Regions from separate parts of the Capra hircus genome. Here region 2 is linked to region 1. Evidence: chromatin contacts called from public Hi-C data. All regions are on one chromosome and are shown on one strand. Each heading gives the region's core, a stretch centred on a gene start, on an enhancer-like site or on the middle of the called end of the contact. The rest is flanking DNA. Distances are from core to core; before and after follow the strand shown.

What was found. Hi-C and Micro-C count contacts between places; a contact is called where the count stands out from the background.
Region 2: a contact with region 1 is called in a Hi-C map of blood, with 6 times the contacts expected there. The contact joins two enhancer-like sites. A contact is called at or near these places in 2 of 5 Hi-C or Micro-C datasets (both in blood).

What each region holds. Positions count from the first base shown.
Region 1 is chr24:57,518,445-57,522,454 of ARS1.2, forward strand. All of the region lies in intron 2 of NEDD4L (E3 ubiquitin-protein ligase NEDD4-like), which reads left to right. Among named protein-coding and RNA genes, the nearest start is that of TRNAE-UUC, 140 kb to the left of the region's middle. Within about 2 kb of position 1,722, at least 1 of the 5 cell types and tissues checked has an H3K27ac peak or open chromatin away from gene starts, as enhancers often do.
Region 2 is chr24:57,803,818-57,807,827 of ARS1.2, forward strand. All of the region lies in intron 10 of ALPK2 (alpha-protein kinase 2), which reads right to left. Among named protein-coding and RNA genes, the nearest start is that of MIR122, 33 kb to the left of the region's middle. Within about 2 kb of position 2,159, at least 2 of the 5 cell types and tissues checked have an H3K27ac peak or open chromatin away from gene starts, as enhancers often do.

The DNA of each region.
Region 1 (4,010 bases), core at 472-2,971:
TAAGAGTGATTTCTGGAAGTGCCACCTGCTTGGTAGCCCTTTGTTTGTGACTGGATTTCCAGCACATTCTCTCCTCTGGGATCCCACCCACGGCCGGCTGGCTGACTGGTCAGGGCTGTCTCTTCTTTGATACATCCTGGATCTTCAGCTGGCCTCTTCCTTCGGTTGCAGAAGTCCTGCCTCCTAACTTTTTCATCAGGATTGGCTCTTGCCGCTGTTAGGTTTTGGGGGGCCACCCTGGCTCTTTGCTTCTTTTTTTTCCTGTCGGTCTCGGGAATTTCATTCTTGGTAACTTAATCACTGGGTGTTGGATGCGGGAATGAGGTGGTAGCAAGTGAGGGAGGTTGGGAAGATGAATTGGGTTGGGGAGAGCCAAGGTTGTCCTGAAGCCATCAAAGCAGCAGGGATTAAGATGGCCTGCCTCCTGGAGACTGGACCAGGGGGTGGTACCAGGCTCACAACTGCAGTGTGCACAAGCCACCACCAGATGGCGATGGCACCTTCTTGGCCCAGCAGAGCTCTGCTTGCCCCCACTCCCGCCAGGGTCTCTGAAAGCATAGCCTTGAACAGGGTACTCAAGCTATTGTCTTCTGCTCAGATTAAAGAGTGGTCTTACAAGGAACCTGTGAGTCCCATTTTGAGAAATAACTGCCTTTTAAAGGGGAACATTAAAGGAAAAAGACCTTCTGGCTCAATTAAGAGCCTCTTCTTTTCCTGAATACTCCTTGCTCTCAAACATGGGTGTGCTCTTGAATTGGGAAGTTAGAGGGAATTAGGGGCAGAAACCTGCTGTAACTTGGGCTGCAACTTGGTGTCCCTGGCAAGATTGGGGCTGAAAGGCCATGTGCTCTTTGACCATTGTGTGCAAAAACAATTTTTAATTGGATTCCCCGAGCCCACCCCCCAACCCCGGGAAACTTACTGGAGACGTTGGTTTCAACTAGGAGAGGAGGAGCCCACCCCCCAACCCCAGGAAACTTACTGGAGACGCTGGTTTCAACTAGGAGAGGATGATCCTTTGCTGTTGGACGCGGAGCCAGATTTTAGCCGAGGGAGCTGGCAGGGTGGCTGTGGCTGACTTTGGCGTTACTTTTAGGTCTTCTGTTGCTGAAGGTTGTCTGTCTCTCCACCTGGGATGCCTCATAACAGTCCCTGAAGGAGGTTTCAAGGCTCCATTTCCATAGATGAGGAAGTGGGAGGCACTTTGACCAAGAACTTTGCCTGATGACCCCCAGCTGTTTAAGGTGGTGGAGATGGAATCCAAAGTTAATGTTGTCTGGAAATACATGCTCATTCCGAGTATGTAATGACAATTGAGCAATCGCTTAAACAGCAGTATCTAGAGGGCTTTCTTCTTTCCTGGAACACCCTTCCTCTCAAAGCATCTAGAGGGGGAAAATAGCATTCATTTTCCAAACAAGACATTCTGCGTGCCTAAAGGCCCCAGAGTCACCTGGGGAGGAGGGGGGGCAGGTATGCACCCTTCTTTCTGTGAGTTGGCTGTTAACTTCCCTGCTTTGCTGGGTCGGGGGGTGGGGGTATGTTGTAAGACGTGGTAGTCTCTGCCCTCTCCGAAGGAAGAGCCATTTCCTTCTTCCCCACATCAGAATCCGCTCCAGATCTGAGGGAGGCAGGCTTCGGGAGCTGCTCCCAGCCCAGAGAGGCTGCAGCTAGGGCCCCTCCCCCCCCCATCTGCCTGCTGGGGTGTCGGGGGCGGGCGGCTCCCGCGGGGCCCCACCTGGGCGGCGGCGGCGCCACGCCCTCCCCGGCCCCGCCCTCGGACGTGGCACGTCCCGCTCCAGGCTGCTGATCACCTGTCGGGGACACCAGGCAGAGCCGGGGATTTCTGCTCGCTGCCGCCGCTGTTCAGGGAAACCGACAGCTTCTGCATCTCCCGGCCTCGCTCTAGCCCCTTTAATGTGAGGTCTTCCTGCCTGGCGTCGGGTAAGTGCCACAAAGGATTCTGTCTTCCTTGCTTAACATCAACATCAGGGAAGTGTTCTCTTATGATAGATCCTTCAGCTTTAATCTGAATGTGCCAGGATTGGGGACTTGTTTGATCCTTCTTTCCTCTTGTCTCTTTCTCTCCTTCTCCCTTCCCTCTCTTTCCTGCCTCTTTCTTTCTGTTCCTTTTTCTTTCTCTTCTTCCTCTCCCCCCACCTCTTTCATGTTCATAACATTTTTTTTTCTTTTTTGCATGCTTCAGTAATCAAAACATAGACAGTGAAAAATTGCGTTTCCCCCGTCTCACCTTGTTGGAAACCTCTGTGCACTGAAAAATTATAATACAGCTGCTGCTCCAGTGCCTCCCTCCCTCAGCGGCCCCTTTGTGAATAAATTACTGCATTTGTCATCCCTGTGTGCCTGAAATGTCGAAAACAGACACAGTGGAAGGGATCTGTCATGCAGAGTTTGGAAATTTGGTACAAAACCCCAGGGGAAATGAGGACAGATCTATTAATTTTTTTTTAAACCTCATTGTGCATGAAGTTCAGTTTAAATCATAGCTGATGCTACTAGCAAGGTCGTGGTGGGACAGGTGTCCACCTCTTTATTGTTTCAGATTTACCTCCTGAGATATAAATGTCTTCCCAGTTTGTTTTATAACCTTCGCAGGAAGTGCTGGAGGATGAATCACATGACTCCTAACTTTAGTTTTTCACTTGTGTTGAGAGATTACACGGTTTTGCTCTTATATGGATGTATAATCACTTACGAACTTTTGAAAATTGTAAATGAGGTGCCGGATGATTAGATCATTGTTCGTTGTCTTCTCCCCACGTTGCTCAGCCTCCAGACATAGAAACTTGTATTCCCTTTGAGAGAGAAGAAAGCCGGCACTTACATTTTCTAGACTGTTCGAGCTCTCCCGTGACACCTCGTTACAAACCCAGAAATTAATCTCCGAGAACGCATTGTCTTCCCAGGTGAGGTTAATCTCACTAGCAGGAATTAATGTGGTTTGCCATTTTGACACTTTAGTCACAAATAATGGCTCTGTGGCAAATATAGAATGGAGTTGGGTGATCCCGGGATGGAGAGCTAGGGCAGTGCTTACTCTTTGGGGGTGAGTCCGTCCATAAACGCCAAGAAACTCAGGCTGCCCGAGACAAAGGGTGAGAGGGGGGCTGGCCCTGATTTTTATGAGTCCTGAAGGGAAGAAGCTGGAGTGCGTGCAGCCGCTTGAGGCATGTCAGAAAGAACACTTGTCAGGAATCTTTACAACCCTGGCTCCCTGTTAGGCGAGAACTCGAACTTCTGACCCTGTGGGCTTGATGGCGACCTCTTGTCCCTGAGAGCCGAGTGGTGTTGGGTCCCCGGAGGTGGGAGAAACAGCACTGCAGCAGATCTGATGAAGACGGACCTGCCACCCTCTTGGTGTGGGACTTGCAACTGTAGAGTCGAAACAGTCACCTTTAAAGGAGACATTTCCTCGGAGAAAACGAGAAATCGCAGACACAGGACCCCCCAACCCCCAGATTTTACCTGTTTATACTTCCTTCCTGCCCTCTCCCTTGCATGCTAAGGGACAGTTACACCTCCTAAGGGAGAGGGAAGGACAGGAAATAAACCCTAGAGACTTAGCAGCAGCCCTGGGTGAACAGCAGCAGTGGAAGGCAGGCCGGACCTGCCCCTTCCTCCCAGGACGCCCCTGTGTGGGCGCCCCAGGGCCACTGCAGTGCCCTTCTCCCGAAATGACCCAAACCGAGTGTTTGGCAACAAAAGGCTGCAGCTTTATCTAAATGCGTTTTTGCAGCTTGTGAACTCTCATCCCTGGGCGCCTGGTTAATGATCTTTGATGTAAGTGAGTCTGTGCCGTGATTAGCATCTAGCTTGGTGAGTGCCCCACGGGCTGACCTCTGTGGTTCTCTCTGCCCTCTGTCTGCCCACCTGTAGGAGCTGGGCACGGCTGGTTTTCTCTTGAAGTGCGTGCTTTCCCTTGGGCGGGGGGAGGTGGTGGAGGGGTTGGCAGAGCCAGAAGAGGTGGAACCAAAGATATTCATCGGCAG
Region 2 (4,010 bases), core at 909-3,408, 290 kb after region 1:
CTCCGGACCTCAGCACCCACCCCCTACAAACACCTCGTCCAGCCACCCCGTCCCCCGCCTGTCAGAGCCTCCGGGGGTCATTCCTGCTTCTCCTAGGCCCGGGGTCTCCTGGCTGTCCCTGAGCTCACGGCCACACAGGCGGGAAGGCCCCGCGCCCCTGGGAACGCAGGCCGGCTGCTGCCCTCGGGGCCGCCCCGCCCGCTGCCCTTCTGGCGCCTCCGCAGCCTCCCTCGGGCTGCTGCTAGAGCAAGAGCCACGCTGCCTCCATGGAAACCAGCCCAGGCACTGTCTTCCCTGATGCCCAACCCCGGCTGGGGGAAAAGCGGAAGCTCATAGGGGAAAGGGGGCTGCAGCCACCCCCCATCTGGTTCTCTGCTGCTGGTGGGGCCGGCGAGCAGCCGCGCTCACGAGGTGCCTGTGTGGAAGGGCTCGGAAGGGCTTCCTGGGGCAGGCCCCGGAGCCCCCTGGGGTGGGGATCCTCTCCTCCCCTCGGCCTGCGTTCTGCAACGCTCCCCCACTCCCCCCTGCCCCAGGCGCCTTCCCCGCAGCCTTCAGACCCACTCACACCCCACGCCTCTTTCCAGCAGCAGCTCCCTCCTCCACCCCCGAAACCAGAGCCGCATCACTGCTGTTTGCTTAGACCCTCCAGGAGACACCGCGAGTTCCTTCCAGACAGTCCTGGTCTTCACCCAGCCCTATTGGCCCAGGCGCTGTGACCCCAGCTCTCTTAGCCATCACCTCCTCCTGGCTCATTCCACCCCCCTCCAGCATCCACCCACTGATCTGCGGGGGTGATCTCGAGTCCAATCTCTCCATATCTTTCCGTGCAGACTTGTCTTTCCATCTGGAAATGACGAGGAGCCTGGCTGTGCTCCTCCGGTCCTGAGCCTAGGGACCAGGCAGTGGGGTAACTAGTGCACAGAGCTGGGGAGGGGGCGGAGCCCTCTGGTCCAATTCCAGTCACTCCACGGTCCTTTACAAGGTTTTGGGGGAGGCTGCTGGACTGCCAACGTTACTCCCGCTCTGTGGATGGAGTCTGGGTCCTCCTGGCTGACTTCTCAGCCCAGGAGACTCTCAACACACACTAGGACTGCTGCTCGTGCTGATGCTGGCAAAAAAAAAAAAAAAACCTGTGAAAATAGGTGTTCCTGTCGGGCCTCCAGGCCACCTTGATGGCAAAGACTGGCCAAACAGGTCAGACGCTGGCCACCTAGCTCTGCTACATAAGGGCTTGATCGGATTTGGGACGGGATTCAGGCTGCTTTCCAGAGGAGGAGACCATGGCGGCAGGACCCAGTGGCAGGTGTCTGGTATCCAGGGTGTGTGAAAGCGCCTTTACCAGGCCCCTTAGGCCTGGGAGGCTGGTCCTCTGAAGCCTGGCACTGGGGAGTCAGCAAGACCACCAGGATCTACAGCAATGCGGCCTGCTGCGCAGAACAACGAGGTCAGGGGAGTGTGGTCTGAGCCCCTTGTTCCTCCCCCTCCTGGCAGACTCACGCATTGCAGTAGAGAGTCTGCCCAGTCACCGCACACGCACACGCACACGCACACCCACCCACACCCACACCCACACCCACGACCCCATACCCGTGTGACCACACCCCCAAGCTCGTTCTGAGTGTGTTTCTCCCGTGTCAGAGCCCACCCCCTTCCTCCCTGGGCACCAGGGTGTCTCGGGATTGAGTCTGGGTTAAGCACCCCCAGGTGGCATCACCCCCAAATGCAGAGCTCCCCAGGGGCTGCTCTTAGCTGGAGGGCGGGAGGCTGTGCTGATTTTTCGGGCTCCATGGCTCACGGGGCGTCACACTGACACCAGGAGGGCCTGGTTCCCTAAGGGAACTGCCCTCACCGTGCGTCCACCGCGATACGGGGGCCTTGTCCCCCCACGGCTGCCCCTCTGCAGGAACAAGCCATTCGTGATTCTGCCCAGCCCAGGCTCCCGGGTCAGGGACTGACACACGCTACGATCCTGCGGGCCTGACACTGGCTGACGGCCTGGTGGCCACAGAGAGGGGGTCGTCTGTGCCTATTTATAGCGACCCTAGTTTAGTTCAAGGCTCACTGCCTCCGAAGAAATCTGTTCAGGGTTCTTTTCTTTGTCTTTCACCAACATGAAGCGGGCTTTGGGGCAGAGATCACAGAGGACAAAAGCTTGGCTCTGCCGCCCTCTACTGGCTGGACGGCAATATTGCCTTCTCCCCAGAAACAGTGGGAGGACTGGGGCCAGGTGTGCGTTTGCCGGACCCACTGAGACAGCTGCGGCTCTGTTCCCAACAGGTGTTGGTTTACACGGACTTTGATTAGGTTAACTTTCTGAGTCTTATATTACGGAATTAGGCATTTTTCCTTCTCGCCCTTCAGAGAACTCTAAATGGCTGAACAATTTTCAAATCAGAAATATGTTCGACAGTGGGGTTAGTATCTTTTGTTTACCTAGAAGATGGATTATTAGATGTTGAAGCAATCCGACTTGCCACACGTTGTAACATGAAGTTTTGGTACTCAACATTGCTGAAGGAGTGTGGGGGTATGAAGTATTCCAGGAGAATATTCCATACTTCAGTGTTAAGGAGTTGCATCGGAATAAGCCATAATGGTCCCCTATTTTCTTTTCTATTATAAGCAATCTTAAAATACTCTCACACTTCCTGGCATCACTAAACAAGAGAATAAGTCAGGTCTCATTTACTGAGGTGTCTACAGCCAAACATATGGTTCTGGTTGAGACATAGGGACTTTCTTTTAATGAGCTAGTAGTTCCTCTTTCTGCAAAAGATCCTGACCACCAGCCAAGAAAGCGTGGAGCCCAAATTGGGAGACCTTTTAAGCTTCTGGTTTAAAGGTATTATTGATCATTGTTAAAGTCAGATTTGCCTCGTCACTGTTTCTCCCGCCCATGTCTGGGGTTCTTTTCAACGTGATTAAAAGAACACGTGTAACGATGCCCACACGAAGCACTGCTTCTCAGGATGGGGGTGCCCGTCCCCAGGCTTCAGTAGAGCAGGCAAACTGGCCGTCTGCCGCACGGATGCAGGAAGCCAGCCCTGGGGGCTAAGAATAAAGAGAAGGTGCCAATGGCACCCCACTGCAGTACTCTTGCCTGGAAAATCCCATGGATGGAGGAGCCTGGTGGGCTGCAGTCCGTGGGGTCACAGAGTCGGACACGACTGAGCGACTTCACTTTCACTTTTCACTTTCATGCACTGGAGAAGGAAATGGCAACCCACTCCAGTGTTCTTGCCTGGAGAATCCCAGGGACAGGGGAGCCTGGTGGGCTGCTGTCTATGGGGTTGCAGAGTCAGACACGACTGAAGTGACTTAGCAGCAGCAGCCTGGGGCCTGGCCACGTCTACCTACTCTCTGGAGCCTCTGACACCCGCCAGGCTCCCCAGCCTTTCTCTCCCCGATTTGAGATCATGTCCCACATGGACTTCTGTCTGTCTACGCTGCCTTTGTGCTTGAAACCCTTCCCTGAATCTCTCGCGTTGACTGCCCAGGCTCCCTTCTGCAGCTCTGACTTTTCCCCGAGTTCCTTCAGCAGAATCTCACGTCCTGGCCCTGGGGACCCCTTGCAGCCTGTGGTCAGGGAGCCCCCTTTCCCTGCACCTCCTGCTCTACCCTTGGGAAGAAAGACGACAGGATGGACACAGCCCCCAGGGACCTCCAAAGAGATCTCCCAAACCGCACGCCTTGTACTCTGATCAGAGAAGATTCCTCTTTTGTTTTTTCAAGCTGAGCTAAGAAACATTTCTTTAGAGAAAAATAGTGACTGCAAAAGTTTGAATAAAAGGTTTTTAAAGACACAACGGACAGGATGATCTAATACCCCTAATAGCTAATATTTCTTAGACATTTCAGAATTCCCTTCTCTCCCACCCCCTCTTTAGGGAGGAGGCAATAAGTAACACTTAAGAGACAACATTTTGCACTGGGTGCCAGCTCTCGGCTCTAATGGGTGCTGGGCAGCTGTCCCAGGCCAGATAAGTCACATTAAAGCTGAGGACAAAACC